Regions from separate parts of the Mus musculus genome. Here region 1 is linked to region 2. The links are chromatin contacts, called in public HiCAR-type maps. All regions are on one chromosome and are shown on one strand. Each heading gives the region's core, a stretch centred on a gene start, on an enhancer-like site or on the middle of the called end of the contact. The rest is flanking DNA. Distances are from core to core; before and after follow the strand shown. Region 1 overlaps Fam169a (family with sequence similarity 169, member A). Region 2 overlaps Ankrd31 (ankyrin repeat domain 31).

Region 1 (5,326 bases), core at 468-2,967, 310 kb after region 2:
CTTTCTTTCTTTCTTTCGGCTTAATAGTCTTTTTCCAAGTCTCATATAATATATTGTAGTATGTATCAGTACTTCACCTCTTTGGAAAAATTAGATTTATTATATCTGTATTACTGTTTTGTTTGCTTGCCTGTATGTGTACCGTGTGCATGTCTTGTGCCCTAAGAGATCAGAGGTGGGATGGAGTTATGGATGTTTGTTAGCCATCATATGGGTGCTGAGAACCAATCCCTGACTCTGTGAGCCATTTCTCTAATCCAACTCTTCATTTCTTCTTATGACCAAATAGGATTTCCTTGTATAGTGTTCTAGTCAGACTTTTGTTGCTGTGACCATATATCTGAGCAAAAGCAATTGAAAGTATTTATTTTTGGCTCATGGTTTTAGCTGTTTCAGTTCGTGGAGCAGATAGAGAAGGTTAGGTTATGTCTAAAGATAGAGTGTAATATACATATAGTCATAGCCAAGTATGTACGTCATGAAATGTTAGTAAGCTACTTGTCCTATATTACTGTTGGCAAACATAAAATAACAGCTATTCTTATTATCACACATACATTATAGAGTATAACAAAAGTTACAATATACTTTATTAAAGAATATACACATTTTTGGTGTGCTTTTTTACTTAAGGGAAAAGCTATTTTCAGAAATGTTAACTCGTATTTACTAAATGTCCATGTAACTTACTGTGTAAAATTCTTTGGTTTCTCTTACTGCTGCAGGAAGCTTATGTGCCTCATTTCTTACTCAGAATTACCAACTGCCAGTTCTTGATACAATGTTTATAAGGAAGAAATACAGAGGAAAAGATTTGGGGCTTCATATGCTGGAAGATTTTGTTGATTCCTTTACAGAAGATGCACTTGGCTTACGGTACCCACTGTCTTCTCTCATGTACACAGGTGAGTGGACTGAGCTGGAAAATGTTAAACTTGGTGTCACCTAAAGTTTGTTTCTCCAGAATATTGTAAATGTATATTACCAGTTTTAAATGAGTTTGAAAGTTTTTACTTTCTAGGACTTAACTTTACAAGTGTAATTTTATTTTATGGTATCTAGTTGTTATATAGAGGATAATTTTTTTTTATTTTTTAAAATGTTTTAAATGGAGACAGGCTAGTCTGGCTTTGAAATAACGATCCTTTTGTCTTAACCTCCAGGCTCTGAGAGGCAGCCAAGGAGTTTGTAACATTTTTTGCAAGGCTTCTTTTTTCTCCCAAAGCTTGCTTGCTTGCTTGCTTGCTTGCTTGCTTATTTATTTATATTTAGTCTCTCTTCTGCCCTCCATGAGCAGCAGATACACACATAGTGCACAGACATACATGCAGATAAAACCCATACATGTAAAAGAACCACATTTAAAAAAAGAGTTTGCAGTTTCTGTATAGCAGCACTAATTTTTTTTTTATTTTGGTTTTGTTTCCTGCCAGTTTATTCTGTCTTTCACACATATGAATAAGTCACATATTACTGAGGAGTTAGAATTTCCTTTTAAGGGTCTTAGTCCTTTATTAGAAATTTAAAAACAGACTCAGAAGGAAGCTTGAGAGTCAAATTTGAGAATTTGAGAGAAAAACTAAACCATTGCCAAGCCCCGAGTCCCAGCAGCTGCTAGGAGAGAGAGAGAGAAATGGAAGACTGAAAGCCATGCCTGTGACTTAGGGTCAGCAGAGGAGAAATGGGCAGGCAGCTGACCAGAAGTTAAAGGCATGGATGGCTTTGTAGTTAAGGTTGACAAATATTAAAAATCTGAGAAGAGCTGGGCATGGTGGCGCACGCCTTTAATCCCAGCACTCGGGGAGGCAGAGGCAGGCAGATTTCTGAGTTCAAGGCCACCCTGGTCTACAGAGTGAGTTCCAGGGCAGCCAGGGCTATACAGAGAAACCCTGTCTCGAAGAAAAAAAACAAAAAACAAAAATCTGAGAAGAAATCCAAACCTTCTGTCTCAAGCATTTGGCATAAGAGATACCTACCTGTGACTGCAGACTGGCCTTGGTGACCATTTACACATGTGCGTGAGAGGTTCCTTGGTTACAAGTGCTATTCCTTATTACACCCAGGCACAGCTTTAGAGTTGGAGAGAAGGACTGGACAGTGCCCAGTTCCAGTCAGTCTATGGACTTGCACTGGATACTCATCACTTGTTCACCTGATAGAATGGTGTCCTGCTATTCTTGTATTCAGGATGCAGATTTGACAACAGTTTGTTTTTAATGAGAATTACATAGGCTGAGCATGCTTCACCAAAATGGAAACTGCTCCAGGTCTGGAACTTACTAAGCATATGTCGTTCAAAAAGTTGCATGTTTCAGAGCATTTTTAATTTTCAGTATGCCCAATAGTAAAGTGTATGCAAAGTATTTAAAATAGGAATAACTCTGAAATTGGAAACAGCATTTTCGATACAGGGGTTTGTACAGTTCATTCTCTATGCAGTTCATCTTCCCTTTGGAGCTGTAGCAATTCCACCTCCCCTTTCTTTGCCTTTGCCCCCCTGACAGTTCACCTCCTGAAATCCGTGCACCCTTCTTTCTCATGATGTCATGTTTGCGTGTCCTAACTTTTTAAAGTATTATGTGCTTTGTGGTTGTTTTTATTAACCAGTCTTTATAATTCTGGTGATATTTGTCATTTAATACGTATGTTCTGTGGAGGTGTGCACAGTGCTGTATATGTGCCATTACTGTATCCAGAACTTTGTCTGCACAGTGTGAAGGCCCTGAGACCTCACTCTGAGTTATCTGTTCTAGTTAGATCAGCCCAGTGTTAGCAGATAAGTGATGGATATTGTTTGATGATGGTTGTACACACTGTAGTAGAGAGAAGCTCACCAAAGTGCTAAGCCTTCATTTTTTGAAGAAGCAGAGGGGTTCAGCCTTCTTGGAAAAGACTGACACCATGCTGGCTCACTCCACTTAACTCTTTTCAAACATTATACAAGGTTAATTGGGGCTGAGAAAGGTTTCAAGTACCAAAGTTCTCTTGTCCTTGCTGCCTGAGAGAGCAAACCACCCACACGAGTCTCAGTCCCTTTGACCATGGCCAGAATCAAAGAAAGAACTCGAGGTTTGCCAGGAGTTGGTACAGCAGAGGGCACCAAGTGCAGGATTTCCAGAGAGACAACATTTCATTGAGGGTCAAACAATCTCGAAACAGTTTCTCAGCCTTTACTGACTCACTCAGACATAGCAAAGATTTTGCCGAGACATTTCACTTACAGCCAGACACAAAGGCTTTACGATACATGTCACTGCAGTTTTGGCCTCTTTTTTGTGACTTATTTTGACAGACGGTCAAATGTTTGTGTAGTATCATTTTAAACATCACATAGTGACTCCTTTTGCATATGTACTGACATTCTTTAGATATTTTTCATTTAAACTTGTTATTTGAAATGTAACATTTTTACTTTTAAAAAAGATACATTTATCATTTTATATGAGTGATTGTTTGGCCCATGTATCTGTACTGTGTGAGTGCCAGTGCCTGTGGAGGCCAGAGAGGGCATTGAATCCCTTGGAGTTGGCGTTACAGATGGTTTTGAGCCATCATATGGCTTCTGGGAACCAAACTCAGGTCCGCTGGAAGAGCAACAAATGCTCTTAACCACAAAGCCATCTTTCCAGCCTCAAGATTTTCCCTGACTGAGACGACTATTGTTCACTCTGAGGTTCCTTGGTCATGTTTCTGGTGCAAAGGTCATGCTCCTCACTGAGTACCTGGACAGCTTTCTTTCCTCTGTTCTTTTTGCCATTTGAGATTTCTAGGACATTGTTAAATGTGTTTTGCAGCTTCCAAGCAATACTTTGAAAAGTATCCAGGAGATCATGAACTTCTTTGGGAAGTTGAAGGTGTGGGTCATTGGCATCAGCGAGTACCAGTCACCCGAGCATTGCAGAGAGAGGCTATTAAAGCTACAGGTAAGACTGTAGAATATGGGACACTTTTAAAAACAGCACCCAATGGTGGTCGTGTCTTATATACCTCAGGGCAGTGTTGTGATCTTTCTGGTTGCAGACTGTCTTAATTAGGGTTTTACTCTTGTGAACAGACACCATGACCAAGGCAAGTCTTACAAAGGACAACATTTAATTGAGGCTGGTTCGTAGGTTCAGAGGTTCAGTTCATTATCATCAAGGTGGGAACATGGCAGCATCTAGGCAGGCATGGTTCAGGCAGAGCTGAGTGTTCTACATCTTCTGAAGGCTGCTAGTAGGGGACTCACGACCAGGCAGCTAGGATGAGAGTCTTAAAGCCCTCACCCACAGTGACATACCCACTCCAACAGGGTCACATCCACTCCAACAAGGCCACACCTTCTAATAGTGCCGCTCTCTGGGCTGAGCATATACTACCATCACACAGACCCTCTTAAAATTTGGAATTTTTATTGTGCTTTTGCTTTTGAGTCACTAATAAAAAAGAGGTGTAGAGGGGGCTGGAGCAATGTCTCAGCAGTTGAGAGCAGTTGTGGCTCTTGTAAAGGACTGGGTTCAATTGCCAGCATCCATGTGGTGGCTTACAACCATCTCTACAACTCCAGTTCCGTGGGATCTGACACCTGACCTCCTTGGCCACCAGGTACACGTTATACCTACATATATACTGGCAAAATATTCATACATTAAATACGCCTGAAAGGTAAAAGTACAACACAAAAGACAATGCCAGGCATGGTGCACACCTTTCATCCCAGCACTCGAGAGGCAGAGGCAGGTGGGTCTCTTTGTTCTAGGCCAGTCTGGCTTACAGAGTAAGTTCCAGAATAGCTAGGATGACACAGAAATCCTGTCTGAAAAAACAAAAACAAAAACAAAACAAAGCAAACAAAAACTCCAAAATAACAATGACAAAAACAATACCTGACCTAGACTAGCCCAACCAATGAAATAACCCAGTAAGGATTGGGAGTTAAAATAATATATTCATAAAGAAGCATGGATTAGGCTTTGTGGATCAATGGATTAGTGACAAGGTATTATAAGGGAGACATATCTAAAACTCAAATAGTATTAATATAAAAGACATGATTGGTTCATAATTTAAAATTTTTTCTTCATGTAGATGTTTCTCAATATGAAGCCACAAGACCTGTGTCTGGAGAATATGGTCTTGCTGCTGTACCAGAACATGAACCTGGACTGGACGACACTCAGTCTAGTGAGCTGCAGGTACACCTTTGACCCTCATAGGAAACTGTCGTGTTTTTGTGTCATTTGTGTTTGTTGCTTGTTTTGGGGATAGTGAGCACTGAACGTGGTATCTTATGTGTTCTGGGCAATTGTTTTACCACTAAAGCTCATTCCCAGCCCTGCCTGGTGCT
Region 2 (5,132 bases), core at 432-2,931:
AGAAAGCTCAAGTTTTATTGCTAGAAAATGCTGATTGAAGAGAGTATACTCTGTGGTTTAATAAAGGTTGAATAAATACATATTGTTCTGTTCTAGGGCATGAAGCTGAAAATTGTGAAAATTTACCACACTCAAAAAAGGTTGGTTTATGTAATCAAGATTGGCTTTGTCGATTGTGAATTTAGATTTTTAAATCACGTTGCTTAAAGTTCTCTTCTAGGCAGTAATCTGACTAAATCACATCAATAGCTAGAAACCTATTCTTCTTTTGTAGGTTTGGCGGGGGACATGTTGATACAGGGTCTTTCTTTGTAGCCCTGACTGTCCTGGAACTCACTCTGTAGACCAGACTGGCTTTGAACTCAAAAAGATCCACTTGCCTTTGCCTCCAGAGTGCTGGAATTAAAGGGTATATACTACCACCACCCGGCTATAATATTTTTGAAACTATAATACAATTATATCATTTCTCCTACTCTTTCCTCCCTCCAACCTCTCCCATGCACTCTACTTGCTCTCTCTCAAATTCATGGCCTTTTTAAAAAAAATTGTTTTTACCTGCAAATATGCAGACCTATAACTCCCAACACTCAGAAAGGTCAGAAGTTCAAATTTGTATGTGTGTATGAGTTCCTGTGTATGTGATTGTACTGCTCAGTTTGTGTAATGTTACCAGTGTGTGTATGACCTCAGAGCTGACTCCCTGGGAAAGACCATTCCTTCCACTCTTGCATTTCCCAGTTGTCTGTAGTTCCTTGTTTAGGGTTGAGAACCCACAAACTGTCCCCTTCCATGTTAACATGCTCAGTGGTGTCATCATTGCTCAGATCTTCTTTGTGAAACTTTCTGGGTATAGCCTTTCTGACATTCCTAGGAGACACAATCTCACAAACTCCCTCCTCTTCTAGCTTTATAATCTCTTTCCTCTCTTCTGCAATGATCCCTGAGCCTTAAGTGCAGCTGTTGGCATGTAGATCTATTTGTTGGGACTGGGTTCACACAATCTCTTGTTCTCCACATTTTAATCAATTTTGTTTTTCTGTAATTTTTCTCCTTTTGTTGAAAAGAGAAATTTTTGATGAGGGGTGAGAACTACACTTATAAATATTTAAAATTTTAGGAATTATGCTGGTTTAGTAAAGTGCCAGGTGTACTTTGCTGTAAGACCCATGACTCATCGGCTCTGGATAGCTGTCTAAGTCTCTAGTACAGGGACCTCTTGTTGAACAGGTCTTATGTCCAACTAGAGAGCTATTGGTTGCCACCAATGTATGAGTGCAGATACTGCACCCCTAGGGCTATTGTGCCATGCTGGTCATTGCTGTGGACTGGCCTCAGTCAGGCCCTCGATCCGCAGGGGAAATCAGGGTCCCGGTACAGGTGGGCAAGAGTCGGTGAAAGGGTGACAAACAGACATAGACACAAGGAAGTGTTGTACCTGAATGTAATTTTGTCAAAGTTAGCATCAGATTTATATATTACAGAAGAAAACAAAGAAGTTAGGTGTCACAGCAGGCAAGGTACTTTGAAGTTATCTGACACAAAACAGAGAAATGCCTTCACAACACTGGCAAGAACCAGGCAATGTTTACAGTTAAGATAAAAACAGCCCTGCCTAGAGTCAGCTAATGACAGGGCCCAGGTGAGGATTTCACACTCTAGTCACAATTTATGCTATTCCTTTGAACCTTGTGAAAGCTTGCACCAGTGGGTTCTGCTCTAGCAGACCTTTCATGAATAATGCAATACTGTAGTTCTTCCTTAAACCACAACCCTCCTTTTTCCTAGGCCATGGTAAATTCTTGCATATATGAGTAACTTGGCTGCTCTTTTAAGTATCTGTAGGGAGTCTCCATTTGTCAGAACTCAACAACTTTCTTCTAATATGCAATGTAGTCTGCTATACCTGGCTGAAATGAAGATTCTAAGTATACATTGCTAAGCTTGCCCTGAGATTTCTAACTCCTGTCTGGCAATCTGAGATGCCTGATTACTAACTGTCAACACTGAGGCATTTCGTCTGCATGAATGACATTCTTATGAAATTCCAAGACCAGGGTCAGCTCAAGGACTGCCTAGGACATTGGTGAAAACCAGGGAGTAAAAAAGCCAGGGAGTAAAGTTCAACCTGATTTAGGTATTTGTAAAATCATTTCTTGGAGGCAATACTGAAATATAAAATATAAAATACTGAAAGAAAGCACACAGATCCATATACCCGAATAATGCAGGGACAGGCTAGGAGCATTCTTGCTATGGGAATGCCAAGGTTCCAGGAGGCTAAGTTTCTGTCAAACTCTTTGCCTCGAGATTGCATCCAAGCCTTTAGGCCTGTCACACAGACTTCACTGGAGTGGGTGTGGCAGGTCATTGTTGTGGTTCATCGGTGTCATAGCTGAGTAGGATTATTAGTTCCTTCCGTGCCTTGTGATCTTGTGTGGTGCCTTCTGGTGAAGGAGAATCTTTGTCTAAAAATCTGTTCATGTATATATTATTCTTCCTGACCTCTAATAATTTTGGTAATTCTGATCTGTGTTCCTTACCCACTATGACAAGTCCCTTATACTTCATATAGAGGAATGTAAAACTTGTTATTACATGTACCTAGATGATGGAGCATAACCTTTTTGTTTTTAAGGTTAATCTCATTTCTTTCCTATTTCAAGCTTGCATTCTCATTGTCTTGTTGCTAATGTTTTTCAAGGGCCTACTTTGTCTTTGTTTTCCACTTGGAGCTGTGAATTGGCTCTGCCCACAGTGAACTCAAATCCTTTTTCAAGATACCAAGTTGCTTCAGATCTCCTAGGCTCACCCTATCTTATCCAGCTACATCATTTCAGCTGTGCCTCTTATATATCCAGTTACCAAGCTTTTTTTTATAAACTTACAAGCCAAAGGGCAAGGAAATAGGAATAAAATTTTGAGTGGATGTGGCTTCAAAGGCAGCTCTTGTTAACATCTATAAAATACTGACAGGTGTTTCAAAGAATTATTGTGAGAACCATGAGCAGTGACTTCTGGCCTGGCACCTAGTTGTGTTTGAATAAATATATGTTGTTATTTCCCTTCTTTATCATTTATTCATGCCTCAAGTTCTTCCTTTCCTTTGGATCTGTGGCAAGTAACTGATAAAATTGATCAAAGTAATTGCTTATTCTCTGATATTTTTCACTGGTTAAATCAATATTTCCCAATAGATCATCTGAGAAAAACACTTTTAAAACCTTTGGACAGCATGTTTTGGAAAATACATATAGTTAGCATTACAATTATAAATTTATTTTATTAAGCTCTATATGCTAGATATTGGATAAAATGGTAGTACATAGAATATATTAATTTCTTACTTCTTTTGTTCAACTTAGAACAAATTATTAGCAGTCTTAGGAGATGATAATGCATCCTGCCAGAGAGGTAGGAGATATGTTGTGGGGGAACAACCAACATGATTGAAAACCATAACTTTCAATACCTATAAAGTACATTATTTTCCTGAGTAACATAGTAGCTAATTTGGATAGCAACTTTAAAAGTAATTCTGATATTGGACATTCAAAACTTTGTAAGAACAAATACAACCTGTTAGGGCATTGCTCTTGAAAATAACTCCCTGGGAAAGTTTTATGTTTAAACAACAAAAACCTTGGGTTATTAGTTTAGAGTCAGGATTCATAAGATTTCATACACTTGCATCCTCATCTCTTCGGTTTTCCTCTCTGGTTTCCTGTTCTTTTCTCATTTCACATTTGCATATACATTCAGAAGGTGAAGTGGTATCAATTTTATAATTTTATGACTGAGAGAAACATTTGGCAAGAATTTTCTCGCATTACTTAGGCTGTGACATATTGAGGTCATTTGTTAATTTAACTAACTAGAACATCTGTTTGTTGGAACAGATGGTTAAAGCGTAGTTGAAGATTAATTTGTGATCTGTGATCTAGCCAATGTTGCTCTTGGTCCATTTAACCACTCTTGGTTAAATATTTAACCATGTATTCAGGCATTATTGGTTTCATACAGGAAAGTAATATAGATGAAGTAGAAAGTTGGTAAAAAAATAAATTAATATAAAAATGAGTTCTAAACCTAACTTTTAATTTTAAATATTGCTTTGTTTTATGTAACACACAGGAACTAAGAGAAAACTCAGATTCCCCTGAAGTAAGTCTTCTCTCAGGGACTTCTCCTGTGGCACCTGATTTGGTTGCATTAAAGGAGAGATTAACAGAGCCAGTGAAGACCTTAGCAGTACCAAACACACTTTCTGAGCCTGGAGAGGAAGTAACACAGACTATGACATCTAAAGAAACCAAAGATGAAGAAAGCTCTCTTGAAACATTTGTGTCTACTTTAGAAAAGTTACTAGAATCATCAGAATGTACCCAAGAAGAAAGACTGCTTGAAGTAATGGATGACTTCAATCCTCAAGAGTTGTTCAGCACATTGAGCAACTCCTTGGGTTCTGTATCTGTCCCTTTGAATGCCTGGGCAGCACAGGGTAGAGATGAACTAGAAAACAAGGCTGATGCTGCATTGCCAGCTAAATTGCTGGCAGCTGTCAACACAGGTGCTGATGTGGGACCCAGCTGTCAAGGACAAGAGAAAAGCAGCAGTGTTAGTGGTGGAAATGGATGCTTAGCAGTGCAGCCCATCATGTCTCAGGTAGATGAAGATTGTACACAAATAGCACAGGTGAATTTATTACTCTACTATTTAAATAGTTCAGGTTATTCAGGTTGTGAAACCACCATCTGTCAGTAGGACAGGTGGTTATACAAGTACGAATATCTGAAGCTAATTTTTGTAGTGACCTGTAATAATCTTTAGTGTGTTAAATTCTAATCATCTCACCAGTTACCAACATCTAGAAGGTATTGGTGAAAGATAACCTTCATGCGTAGATTGCTCTTTTTAGAAGTACTGGGTAGAATTTACAAGGAATTAAGATAAAATTATTTTCTCCCCAACCTACATAAGAAGGCATATCAATAGTTTCTAGTGTAATAGGAAAGAATTTCTTACCAGAAATTTCTCTTTGTTTAGGATATTACTATATTTACCTGAGTATGGAGTAGATACGGAGCCCTGCAACTGGACATGGAGGAAGCTTTCCAGTTTCATGAGGTCCC

Evidence for each region. HiCAR-type assays count read pairs that join an accessible place to other places.
Region 1: a contact with region 2 is called in a HiCAR-type map of kidney, with 4 times the contacts expected there. The contact joins two enhancer-like sites. A contact is called at or near these places in 1 of 484 Hi-C or Micro-C datasets (nephron progenitors) and 1 of 115 datasets of contacts at active chromatin or transcription factors (kidney).

The regions. Positions count from the first base shown.
Region 1 is chr13:97,106,229-97,111,554 of GRCm38.p6, forward strand. Fam169a (family with sequence similarity 169, member A) reads left to right here. Exons shown (of 13, transcript NM_001100458.1): 6 at 726-905; 7 at 3,795-3,923; 8 at 5,068-5,174. Among named protein-coding and RNA genes, the nearest start is that of Nsa2, 29 kb to the right of the region's middle. Within about 2 kb of position 1,718, at least 3 of the 459 cell types and tissues checked have an H3K27ac peak or open chromatin away from gene starts, as enhancers often do. A contact at or near this core is called in kidney, where this site is marked.
Region 2 is chr13:96,791,605-96,796,736 of GRCm38.p6, forward strand. It overlaps Ankrd31 (ankyrin repeat domain 31), which reads left to right. Exons shown (of 26, transcript NM_001370928.1): 7 at 97-140; 8 at 4,135-4,695. Among named protein-coding and RNA genes, the nearest start is that of Ankrd31, 46 kb to the left of the region's middle. Within about 2 kb of position 1,682, at least 6 of the 459 cell types and tissues checked have an H3K27ac peak or open chromatin away from gene starts, as enhancers often do. A contact at or near this core is called in kidney, where this site is marked.